Regions from separate parts of the Macaca mulatta genome. Here region 1 is linked to region 2. A link is a contact called in public Hi-C data. All regions are on one chromosome and are shown on one strand. The core of a region is the stretch at or near the end of the contact, and the rest is flanking DNA. Distances in the headings are between cores, read along the strand shown. Region 1 holds the start of OSGEPL1 (O-sialoglycoprotein endopeptidase like 1). Region 2 holds the start of ANKAR (ankyrin and armadillo repeat containing).

Region 1 (5,928 bases), core at 2,149-4,648, 93 kb before region 2:
GTGGATGACAAGGTCAAGAGATGGAGACCATCCTGGCCAACATGATGAAACCCCGTCTCTACTAAAAATACAAAAAGCTGGGCGTGGTGGCACGCGCCTGTAGTCTCAGCTACTCGGGAGGCTGAGGTAGGAGAATCGCTTGAACCCGGGAGGCAGAGGTTGCAGTGAGCCGAGATCACGCTAGTGCAATCCAGCCTGGCAACAGAGCGAGACTTCGTCTCAAAAAAAAAAAAAAAAAAAAAAAGGAGAAAGGAAAATGGCAATGTATTTTTAGCACTAGCCAACTCAAAGAATGTAAGACACATATGTGACTCAAGTGGAAAGGGCTGCATCAGGCTTGAAATATTAGCCATTAAAAGCACCAAACTCATGTCTATTGTTTCCATTCCATATTTACCAAGCAATCTGATTATAATGTGGATTTAGCCTTCATTGTAATTTGGTCAATAGAAGGAAGATAATGACCGGCAAACTCAACTATCCTAGCTCCTCCATAATTGCATTTCTCATAAACGAATATATTAGTATTAATGGCTTTTACACACCATTTTATTAGCAATTTGTGGTGGGTAACTCAGTACTCCCAAGTCTAGTCACTTCCAGACCTGATAAACCAATTTCAAGCCTATAAAATAATCAGATATTGAAACTTAAGTAATCATACTATGGGCCTGCCAGGCTGTGCATACATCTGTGGCAAGCAAACGTGGCTTTCCCCAAGTAATACCCCTCTCTGAATGCACTTTCCATTCACATTTCCATAATTCTGTATTGCATTTTGTCTTCTGCCTATAGACTCAGATCCTTGAGAACAGACAATGGACCTTATCTGTATGCTTAATAACTAATAAAGTTCCTAGCACAAAGGAAATAACCCAATAAATCTGTAATAAATGAAAATAAAACCTAACCTAGTAGAACATAATTAGGAAATAAATATTGAAAATTAAGATTTGGGCCAGGCGCAGTGGCTCACGCCTGTAATTCCAGCACTTTGGGAAGTCGAGGCAGCTGCATCACGAGGTCAGGAGTTCGAAACCAGCCTAGCCAACACAGTGAAATGTCATCCCTACTAAAAATACAAAAATTAGCTGGGCATGGTGGCAGGCACCTGTAGTCCCAGCTACTCGGAAGGCTGAGGCAGGAGAATCGCTTGAACCCAAGAGGTGGAGGTTGCAGTGAGCTGAGATGACACCACTGCACTCCAGCCTGGTGACAGAGTGAGACTCCATCTAAAAAAAAAGAAAAAGAAGATTCTTCTATGTATTAATATATAATATGTATTAATAATACAATTTTCCTCTGAAGGCTACAAATGGAAAGTTAGACACACAGTATCTGAGACAAAATAAGCATATCTAGATACAGCTGGAACTCTTGATTTATGTTAAGCTTACATAGGCCATATTTGTTGAGAATGCCCATGAGTGGCATTCTAGCTGTATCTGCATAAAAGTACAGACAGGACTCAGCATACATGCCTTTCCCCCAATAACCCTCTCCTATGTTACAATAAGAACATACAAAATGTACACCTTTGCTAAATACATGGGACTTGTATAAGTGCCACTTCACATATATTTGGTCAAGGGAAAGATAAAATTCCTTACTAATGTGCCCTAGAGTTCTCCTGTTTCACATAATACAGCATTTGGACTCAACACTGGCCAAGAGTGCCTAGATGAGGAATCTACCAATGATAGCACACACAGGATCTTGCTTGTCTTGACAGCACAGAAGAGCATTGGGATACACCTGCTGAACATAATTGGAATTGTAAGAAAAATAATACCTGATGTGAAAGGTTTTATGTTCAAACTGGATTCCAGTGTATAACAGAAATAACCTCTGACCCCTCTAACAGTATGACTAATTTTTCTTAACCTTTAGGTTTTAATTTTTCTTTTTTTCCTTTTTTAGGCCAACAGTGCACCCTAGAGAAAATGTGAGTTATTTTCTCTTCTAGCAGTTAAGAAAACAGACTCCAGTGCCAGATGGCCTGACTTCTAATCCTAGCTTTGCTTTTCCTAGTTGTGTGACCTCCAAAGCACCCAAAATCTGTGGCCCAGTTGCCTGTAAAATGAGGACAGAGACTACTTCATGGGATTGTGAAAGAAATTAATCTACAACAGGTGCCTGGTACATAGTGCCACTTTATCATTATTGTTATTGTTATACATAAATGAAATTTTTGAAAAACACAAATTCCAACTAAAAAACCTCAACCATATTCTGGCAATTATTTACTTATTTATCTGTATCTACCTCTAGACTGTACTCTGGCTTCCCAACATGTTGTTATGGGATTTACTCATCTTTTATACCCAGAGCTTCACAACGTGCAAAGTGCAGGTATATATGCCAGCCCTGTACAACAGTGGATTCTAAGGTCCTTGCTTACTAAAATCTTAAATACCAGCGTGGGAGAAGACTGACTCTTGAACTAAATCTGTTCAAACAATGTTCAAAACAAAGTTCACAAACCAATAAAAGAAAAAAAAAGAAAAAGCAGGTGCAAGACTCTGAAAACATACCATGCTGAATTTCGTGTACATAGTAAGCAAGGACAATAAAATGCATTATGAAAATAGGATTTTTTAAGGCAACTGAATATTTACCACAGCCTTTTTTTTTTTTTTTTTTTTTTTTTTTTGAGACAGTCTCCCTCTGTAGATCAGGCTAGAGTGCAGTGGCGCGATCTCGGCTTACTGCTACCTCCGCCTCCCGGGTCCCAGTTCAAGCAGTTCTCCTGCCTCAGTCTCCCGAGTTTTGTTTTGTTTTAATTGTAAAAATAAGCCAGTCCCTTTCTTCCTAGTGAAGTGGGAGAAACGGTTTACACTGTCCGACCAGAAACACTTCCGTTCTCTGGGACTCCTGCTAGGGGGCGCCGCTAGATTCCATCCTATTTCTCCGATACAAGTATCAGGTACCTCACCCCTACCTTTAGATTTGGTGATAATTCCCTTAAAAATAGAATGACGAATAATCTACCCCATCCTTTTCTCACAGTAGCAACCAAATTCCAGCCAAGGGCAAAAAAAAAAAAATTACTTTTTAATGTAGCTTAGTGTTTGGAACTTGATGTTGTGTAGTCAGACAAACCTGTATTCGGTCTCCGCTGGATCAGTCACTAGCTGTGTAATTTTACAGAACTCTCATCACCTGCAAATCTGGGGGGAAATGCGGGCGCGCACAGAGAGCGTTTCGAGCAAAGACGGCCTTTAAGCTTTTCTTCACTAAGCGTGCGGCTCTCCAGTGAAACAGCAGCTAGCTCTGGAAGGGACCTTGCACGGTGTCGATGACATCACTTCCGGGCGCCAGGTTCGGGTTTTCTCCTGCAGCAATAAGGGCAGTCGACAGTCTTTACTAGGGAAAGGAGACAAGTGCTGGCTACTACCGCCCAAAAGGAAGGTGGGTGAAATTGCTCACTCTTCACCCCACTGACGCTTTTGCGCATCTGGAAAAGCGGTTCCAGTTTGCGCCCTTCGCCGCCTTAGAGCCTACCGGAGACCAGCGCTACCCAAGTCACGTGGGTTCACACTGCAGCTTTCTTGGCCCGAAAGGGTAGTGCTTCGCACAATCCTCCCTGTCCAGATTTTGTTAATGCACATCTAATTCCTCCACGTTGTGTCTGTCTGGGCTGCACTTGCCGCAACTGCCCTCTGCAAATAGGTCGCTCATCTCTAATCCCTAGGATGCCCTGTGTCCCTTTAGTGTGGTGGAGAAAGAACCTGCTTTAACACCCAGAAAGTTTTATAACGGATGATATGGGGGCATGAAATTAGGTACTTCGCAGTGTGAAAATACTAGTGTGCTTTAGTGATGGGCTGCTATTATTTTGGGGGAAAAGGATTTGGGAAGATCCTTGTTATGACAAAACCTATAGCAAAAAGTGGAGATTTAATTTCAAAGATTGTAATTAAGGATAAAATAGGTGTTAGGTTGCAGTTGGTGTGTGTGTTTATGTTAACTCTTGTTTTTGAACCAAATGATCCAGTTTTATTTTGAAAGGTGTTTTTAGGAAATAGAATACATTAACAGTATTTTTATCTGTTCCATCTGCCTTTGTTGTTTGATTCTTGTTAGAAAAATCCATATTTTGTCTTAATTTTAGCTGTCAGAAAATAAATAGCACTTTTCAGAGGACTCGTACTGTATATTAGCTGTCATACTGTATATTATCGTACTGTATATTAGCTGTCTTAATAATAAGTCTTTTGGTAGGAACAGCATGCAAGTAATAATAATACTAAAAAATTTTATATCTGACCCGTTTTCCCCCTTGGAGAATATTATATTCATTCATAATATTATTTATATTCACATGTTGCTATAGCCTTTACAAAATTTTGGTGAGTTTTTACAAACTGTCCTGTAATTCTATAAAATTATATATTGAAAAATAAGCTGGCTAATGTCAGATGCAAATAATAAGTTGTTTCTGTAATTCTGTTTCAGGAATTATCTATAGAGTCAGTATGCTAATCTTGAATAAGACAGCAGGAGTTTTTTTTAAACCATCAAAAAGGAAAGTTTATGAATTTTTAAGAAGTTTTAATTTTCATCCTGGAACACTATTTCTTCACAAAATAGTATTGGGAATTGAAACCAGTTGTGATGATACAGCAGCTGCTGTGGTGGATGAAACTGGAAATGTGTTGGGAGAAGCAATACATTCCCAAACTGAAGTTCATTTAAAGTAAGTAGACATTATCTTAGTCATTTCCACTTTTTTGGAAAAAGTAAAATCATTCTTTTGTATTTGTCATATATAAAAGTTTTCAGGAGCTGCTGTCTTATTCCTTTTTGCAAACACTTTTAATAACTGCTATTTAGAAAACCTCAAACACCTCATCTTGGCTTTTAAGGGTCTTCACAATAAGGTCCCAACCTTAACTAATCCTGTTGCCAAAAGATACTGAGCTCATTCCCAGCTTCAGTATTTATCGATGATTTTCCTTCAGTAATGCATTCCTTCTTTTCTCCACTTCTATGTTTCATGGTCTCAGCTGAAGTCCTAGGAAAACTGTGTTAGTCATTGAAAAAAAAAATCCTGTTCATATTTATACATATAAATTGTGTTAGTACTTAAATAAATAATAATACACTGTTGTATTAAAGCATAGAATGGTGCAAGGATTGTAAACTGAGATGTTTGTGGAGGACCACCAGGCAGGTTACCTCAATAAATGGACAAGATAAAAAGTGGAAAATGTCTGGAGGAAGTCACCACTCAGCTCTAGCCAGTTGTCATGCGGGAATGCAGGACCTGTGTTATTAGATTATTACAGTTTTCAAGAGAAAATGGAAATCCAGATTTTTTGTGTGTGTGTAAGACAGAGTCTCACTCTGTCACCAGGCTGGAGTACAGTGGCATGATCTCAGCTCACTGCAACCTCCGGCTCCCGCGTTCAAGCGATTCCCGTCTCAGCCTCCCAAGTAGCTGGGACTACCTGCGCGCATCACCACGCCCAGCTAATTTTTTTGTATTTTAGTAGAGACAGGGTTTCACCATGTTGGCCATGATGGTCTCGATCTCCTGACCTCGTGATCCACCTGCCTCAGCCTCCCAAAGTGTGGGGATTACAGGCGTGAGCCACTGCGCCTGGCCGGAAATCCAGATTTTTAATGTTGTATTTCCAGATTTTTAAAATTAGTAGCTAATTTAAAATATATTAAAATACTCTACAGATGAGTATGCCTTTAAGCTATCAATTGACAACATCTGAATAGTGAAAAAGCCTGGTATTTTGGAATGACAGTCCTGTATTTGAATCCTGAATTAAGCACTTGGTATTGGCTCTGTAACTGTAGGCAAGTTCCATATCCTCTCTGATTCTGTTTTCACATCAGTAAAATAGGAAAATTGGCTGGGCGCAGTGGCTCACGCCTGTAATCCCAGCACTTTGGGAGGCTAAGGCGGGCAAT
Region 2 (6,120 bases), core at 3,500-5,999:
AAGCTGAGACTCAAATCAAGAACTCAATCCCTTTTACAACAGTTGCAAAAAACAAAAGAAAGTAAAATAACATAACATAAAATAAAATACTTAGGAATATACCTAATCAAGGAGGTGAATAATTTTTACAAGGAAAACTACAAAACACTGCTGAAAGAAATCATTGATGACACAAACAAATGAAAACACATCCCATGCTCATTGATGGGTAGAATTAATATTGTGAAAATGACCATACTGCCAAAAGCAATCTACAGATTCAATGCAATTCTCATAGAAATACTATCATCATTCCTCACAGAACTAGAAAAAACAATCCTAAAAGTCATATAGAACCAAAATGAGCCCACATAGCTAAAGCAAGACTAAGCAAAAAGGATAAATCTGGAGGCATCACATTACCTGCTTCAAACTATACTACAAGGCTATACTTACCAAAACAGCATGGTACTGGTATAAAAATAGGCACACAGACCAATGGAACAGAATAGAGAACCTGGAAATAAAACCAAGTACTTATGGGCAACTGATCTTTGACAAAGCAAACACAAACGTAAAGTGGGGAAAGGGCACCCTTATTCAACAAATGGTGCTGGGATAATTGGCAAGCCACATGAAGCTGGATCTTCATCTCTCAGCTTATCAAAAATCAACTCGAGATGGATCAAGAACTAAATCTAAAACCTGAAACCATAAAAATTCTAGAAGATAACTTGGGCAAACCCTTCTAGACATTGGCTTAGGCAAACAGTTCATGACCAAGAACCCAAAAGCAAATGCAACAAAAACAAACATAAATAGATGTGACCTAATTAAACTAAAAAGCTTTTAAACAGCAAAAGAAACAGAAACTCATATTGAGTAAACAGACAACCCACAGAGTGGGAGAAAATATTTGCAAACTATGCTTCCAACGAAGGACTAATATCCAGAATCTACAAGGAACTCAAACAAATCAGCAAAAAGAAAACAAACATTCCCATCAAAAAGTGGGCAAAAGATATGAATAGACAATTCTCAAATGAAGATATACAAAAGGCCAACAGACATATGAAAAATGCTCAACATCACTAATTATCAGAGAAATGCAAATCAAACCACACTGAGATACCATCTTACTCCTGCAAGAATGGCCATAATTTAAAAATCAAAAAATAATAGATGTTTGCATGGTTGTGGTAAAAAGGGAATACTTACACTGCTGGTGGAATTGTAATGTAAACTAGTACAACCACTATGGAAAACAGTATGGAGATTCCTTAAAGAACTAAATGTAGAACTACCATTTGATCCAGCAATCCCACTACCAGGTATCTACCCAGAGGAAAAGAAGTCACTATATGAAAAAGACACTTGCACACGCATGTTTATAGCACGACAATTCACAATTGCAAAAATATGGAACCAGTCTAAATGCCCATCAACCAATGAGTAGATAAAGAAAAAGTGGTGGCCGGGTGCAGTGGCTCATGTCTGTAATCCTAGCATTCTAGGAAGTCAAGATGGGAGGATCGTTTGAGGCCAGGGGTTCGAGGCCAGCCTGTTCAACATAGGGAGACCCCCATTTCCAAAAAAAAAAAAGAAAATATATATACCATGGAATACTACTCAGCCATAAAAATGAATGAAATAATGGCATTCACAGCAACATGGATGGAGTTGGAGACCATTATTCTAAGTGAAGTAACTCAGGAATGGCAAGCCAAGTATTCTATGTTCACCCTTATAAGTGGGAGCTAAGCTATGAGGATGCAAAGGCATAAGAATGATATAATGGACTTTGGGGACTCTAGAGGAAAGGTAGGAGGAGAGTGAGGGATAAAAGTCTATACATGGGGTACCATGTACACTGCTCGGGTGACCGGTGCACCAAAATCTCAGAAATCACCACTAAAGAACTTAGCCATGTAACCAAAAATCACCTGTTCCCCCAAAAACTACCGAAATAAAATTTAAACATTTAAAAAATGGCTTTGAATAAAAATAATTAAGAAGGGGCCACCTGCAGTGACTCACACCTGTAATCCCAGCACTTTGGGAGGCCTGGGTGGGTGAATGGCTTGAGCTCAGGAGTTCGTGACCACCCTGGGCAACGCAGTAAGACTCCGTCTCAAAAAAAAAAAAAAAAAAAAAAAAATATTTTAAGAAGTGTTAAATTCTCTTACCTGCTGAACTAAACTCTGAAAAAATGTCTTTATTTGTTTGAGGTTTTCCATCGGCATCAATGTCCATGATGGTACGCCACAATTCAGAGAATCTAGCTCGTTTTTCTTTGGGCATATATATTCCATGCCATAGTGCTTTCAGCATGTAGTCAATATTAATCAGAATTTGCCCAATTCTGGTATCATAATAAGCTGGAGGTAACTGACAAGAAGAACTCTGATCATAATTAGCTTCTAAACTGATGGAAGGGATTTGATTTAGGCAATAAATTCCAATAGCCAACTCTCTTATCATTTGATGGACTTCTCTATAGTCTAAGAGGGCAGTAGGGTCCACGGGAGTCAGTAGGATTGCAGTGGAGAAGCCTACATTATTCATTTGACTCATAATTCCACACGGGAGGTCTCCTTGAGAGCGAACATCTTCTTTGGTAGACAACCAGCTAACTAGTGCAGTAGTTAGTAACTCTTGTATTTCACTCCGATCATATTTTTCAAAAAAAGCAGATGCATTTCTTTGTATTGCTAAATTTTCCAGGTAGGTTTCTTCATCTTGAACTTGCTCAAATCTAGGTAATCCTTTTTTGGGCAATCTTAACATTTCCAATTAAATCTAGTGTGTCCTTTTTGAAACTTCTGCAATGAATAAAAAGGAAAAGATTATCAATAAAATCTGACATGGCAATGACACTGGATTTCTGTAGAAATAAATCTGTACCTTTCACCTATATAAGGTTAATTTTTCATGGTCAACGGTTACAGTTTTCAAATTAAAAATAACTGCAGTACATGAAAGCTGAAATTTGAATTAAAATAATTAAAATTATAAAATCTTTAATATTAACCATGTTCTGCTTTTCAAAGAAGTCAAAAGACAAGAAGATGCATGTCAAAAATAAATGTTAAGTTTATGTGTGAGAAGCTACTGTTACATACCTATTTTGTTGTTGGAGAGGCATTCTTTTGTGTATGTTTGTGTCTGTCTGTGTTGCTATAAAGTAGTACCTGAGACTGCATAATTTATAAAGAAAAGAGGTTTATTTGGCTCACAAGTCTGCAGGCTGTACAAGCATGGCACCAGCATCTGCTCAGCTTCTGGGGAGACCAAGCTTACAATCATGGTGGAAGGGGAAGGGGAGCCAGTGTGTCACATGGTAAGAGAGGGAACAATAGAGAGAAAGGGGAGGTGTCTATTCTTAAACAAACAGATCTTTCATGAGCTCAGAGGTAGAGTTCACTCTGCCAGGAAAGCATCAAACCATTCATGAGGGATCCGCCCCCATAATCCAAACACCCCACAACAAGCCCTACCTCCAACATTGGGGAATCTATTTTAACATGAGATTTGGCGGGGATAAATATCCAAACCATATGGATATTTATTTTGTTTTCAGTTTTTTAAAGCAAGACTATAATGACCTGCATGAAAGAAAAGGAAAGGGCAGGGCGCGGTGGCACACGCAAGTAATCCCAGCATTTTGGGAGGCCGAGGCAGGCAGATCACCTGAGGTCAGGAGTTCGAGACCAGCCTGACAAACATGGAGAAACCCCGTCTCTACTAAAAATACAAAATTAGCCAAACGTGGTGTTATGCCTGTAATCCCAGCTACTCAGGGAGGCTGAGACAGGAGAATCACTTGAACCTGGGAGGCAGAGGTTACAGTGAGCCAAGATCGCGCCATTGCACTCTAGCGTGGGCAACAAGTGTGAAACACTGTCTCAAAAAAGAAGAAAAAGAAAAGGAAAGCAGCATCTGCTTAACCTTCAATTTCTGTGCCAATGAATGCCTCTCTATTCCTTAAATAATAATAACCACAACTACTATTTATTGAGCATCTACTATATGTCAGGCTCTTTACTATAGAATGGTTTTATTTATTTCATCTGATTGGTCTCTATTATATAGTGGTTCTCAAAATTTAGCTTGTATCAAAATCACCTGGGGCTTGTTCAAATACAAATCACTGAAACCCACCACTGAGTTTCTGATTCAATGAGCTGTAGTGGGGCCAGGAAATATGCATTTTAGTAAAGTTACAGGAAATGCCGATACTGATTGTTTGGGCGCCACACCTGAGACCCCAGGTGAGTGAGTCAGACCTTGTTATGCCCACTTTATAGAGGCAGAAACGGAGACCAGGAGGTTGCAGGACATGTCTGAGGTTTTACGCCTTTCAGAAACAGAACCCACGTCTGTCCATACTCAAGCCCAGACCCACGTCTAAAAGCAGCTCGCGTCAGCCATGGGCACGGGAAAGGGGATAGAACAAGGAAAGGGGAGGAACCTACTCTAGAATGACTGTTTTCTTGTCCGAGAGAGGGGCGCTGCGTCCGCGCCGTTCCAGTGGGGCTGGGAACAGTCGTCGCCGCCTTAGATGACTTCTTGCGGGGCCTTGAATCCGCCCTCAGGGCCCCTGCATGGGCCAGCGGGAGGCGCACCGGAAGGAACTGAGAGGAACTTTCAGGGCTTTTCGCCCCACCGTGTCTGCCCGGCCCTCCTCGCCGCGCCGGCCAACACTGCCGCCGCCCGGGCGCGGGTCGAAGCGGTTGGTCCTCCGGGTCGTGGGGTGGCGGGGCCGCTCCTGAGGCGGAGCTTGCGGGCGACTAGGCCTGGTGCATCCCGCAGCAGCACCAGCGCCCCCCAGGCGGCGCCCGGCCACTTGGCTGGCTCAGACCCGCCGCGTGCTCATCTTCCCAAGCCCGCTTTAGCGCTCAGTCCAGCCGCATGCCGTGGGCACTGTGCCGCCCTCACTATCTGCCTCTGCTAAAACACCAAAACAGAGTGGCAGAGGAGAAAGCGCCGGGCGTTGAGGCAGTCCCGAGTTGGAATGCCACCTCCATCATCATTCTTTCATTCAACAAGCATTTATGGAACACCTATTATGAGTCAGGCACTGGAAACCTTAGAAAACAGGGCAGACACGAAACCCCAAGAAGCTTACAGTTGAACAGATCATCTCGCAGCTATATTTAACAGTGTGCCAATATTAGATGGAATGACAGCACTCGAATGAAAGCTAACCTAGCTCAGGGCTCGGAAAGGCTGCCTGAGGAAGTGCCCTTTCCCCCTCCGGGCCTAGAAAATGAAAAAGAGCTACCCAAGCAAAGAACTGGACAAGTAGCTTTTCAGGAACAGGGAACAGCAGGAGAGAAAGAAATGAAGTGAGAACAAAGTTGAAATGATTGAGAAACCGAGCAAAACCCTGCTTAGGGAACAAGAGAGATGGGGGCACAAACCGAGCTGCAGAGGTGCGCGATCGACAGATCATGCAGGCTGCTGAGTAATGATTTTGAATTTCATCCCAAAGGATTAGCCTAGAGTAGTGGCAGTGGAGGTGGGGCTCAGGGACTGTGGACAGATTTGAAAAATAATGAGGTTGCCTGTTGGTGACAGATTGAATGGGGATATGTTGAAAAAGAAGGTTGTGTCCAAGTGAGAGCCACATTTTTGTCAGGAGCAACAGGATATCAGGGCAAGATTAAGAGTTCAGTTGTGTACATAATTGACCTTGAAATACCTGTGAGAGAAACTGAGATGTGAGATATGCTTTAGATAAACAGTTCTGGGCTAAGAATGGCAGTAACGGTTAGACGTATAAATTTTGGCAGGTTTATAGTAATTGAAGCCAGGGGTGGGGTTGAAATCACCAAGGGAGAGCGTACAGAATGAGGAGTTGAGAACCAAGGATTAGAGACCCGAGAAATTTAACATTTAAAGGTCAGGTAGAGAGAGTGGAATCAGCAAAGAAGACAATGAAAGAACAGCCAAGAAGGCAGGAGGAAAACCAAAATTGGTCACAGAAGCCGAAGAAGTGTGTGGGGAAAAAAAAAAAAGGAATGGCCAACTTTATTGGATGCTGCTGCTCGGTCAGGGGAGACGAGAACAAACTCTTCCACTGAATGTAGCAACATGGAAGTTCTTGGTGACTGTTTGGGGCAGAATTTCTCTTCCAGT

What was found. Hi-C and Micro-C count contacts between places; a contact is called where the count stands out from the background.
Region 1: a contact with region 2 is called in a Hi-C map of blood, with 3 times the contacts expected there. The contact joins the promoter of OSGEPL1 here to the promoter of ANKAR in region 2. A contact is called at or near these places in 4 of 14 Hi-C or Micro-C datasets (CD4 T cells, blood, fetal cortex germinal zone and 1 more).

Annotation. Positions count from the first base shown.
Region 1 is chr12:94,755,208-94,761,135 of T2T-MMU8v2.0, reverse strand. It overlaps OSGEPL1 (O-sialoglycoprotein endopeptidase like 1), which reads left to right and starts at 3,398. Exons shown (of 8, transcript NM_001261190.1): 1 at 3,398-3,411; 2 at 4,459-4,699. The coding sequence starts at 4,479. LOC144333435 (a long non-coding RNA gene) reads right to left here and starts at 3,316. Exons shown (of 2, transcript XR_013402081.1): 1 at 3,103-3,316; 2 at 528-1,232.
Region 2 is chr12:94,663,532-94,669,651 of T2T-MMU8v2.0, reverse strand. It overlaps ANKAR (ankyrin and armadillo repeat containing), which reads right to left and starts at 4,749. Exons shown (of 23, transcript XM_015110530.3): 1 at 4,455-4,749; 2 at 2,166-2,801. The coding sequence starts at 2,766.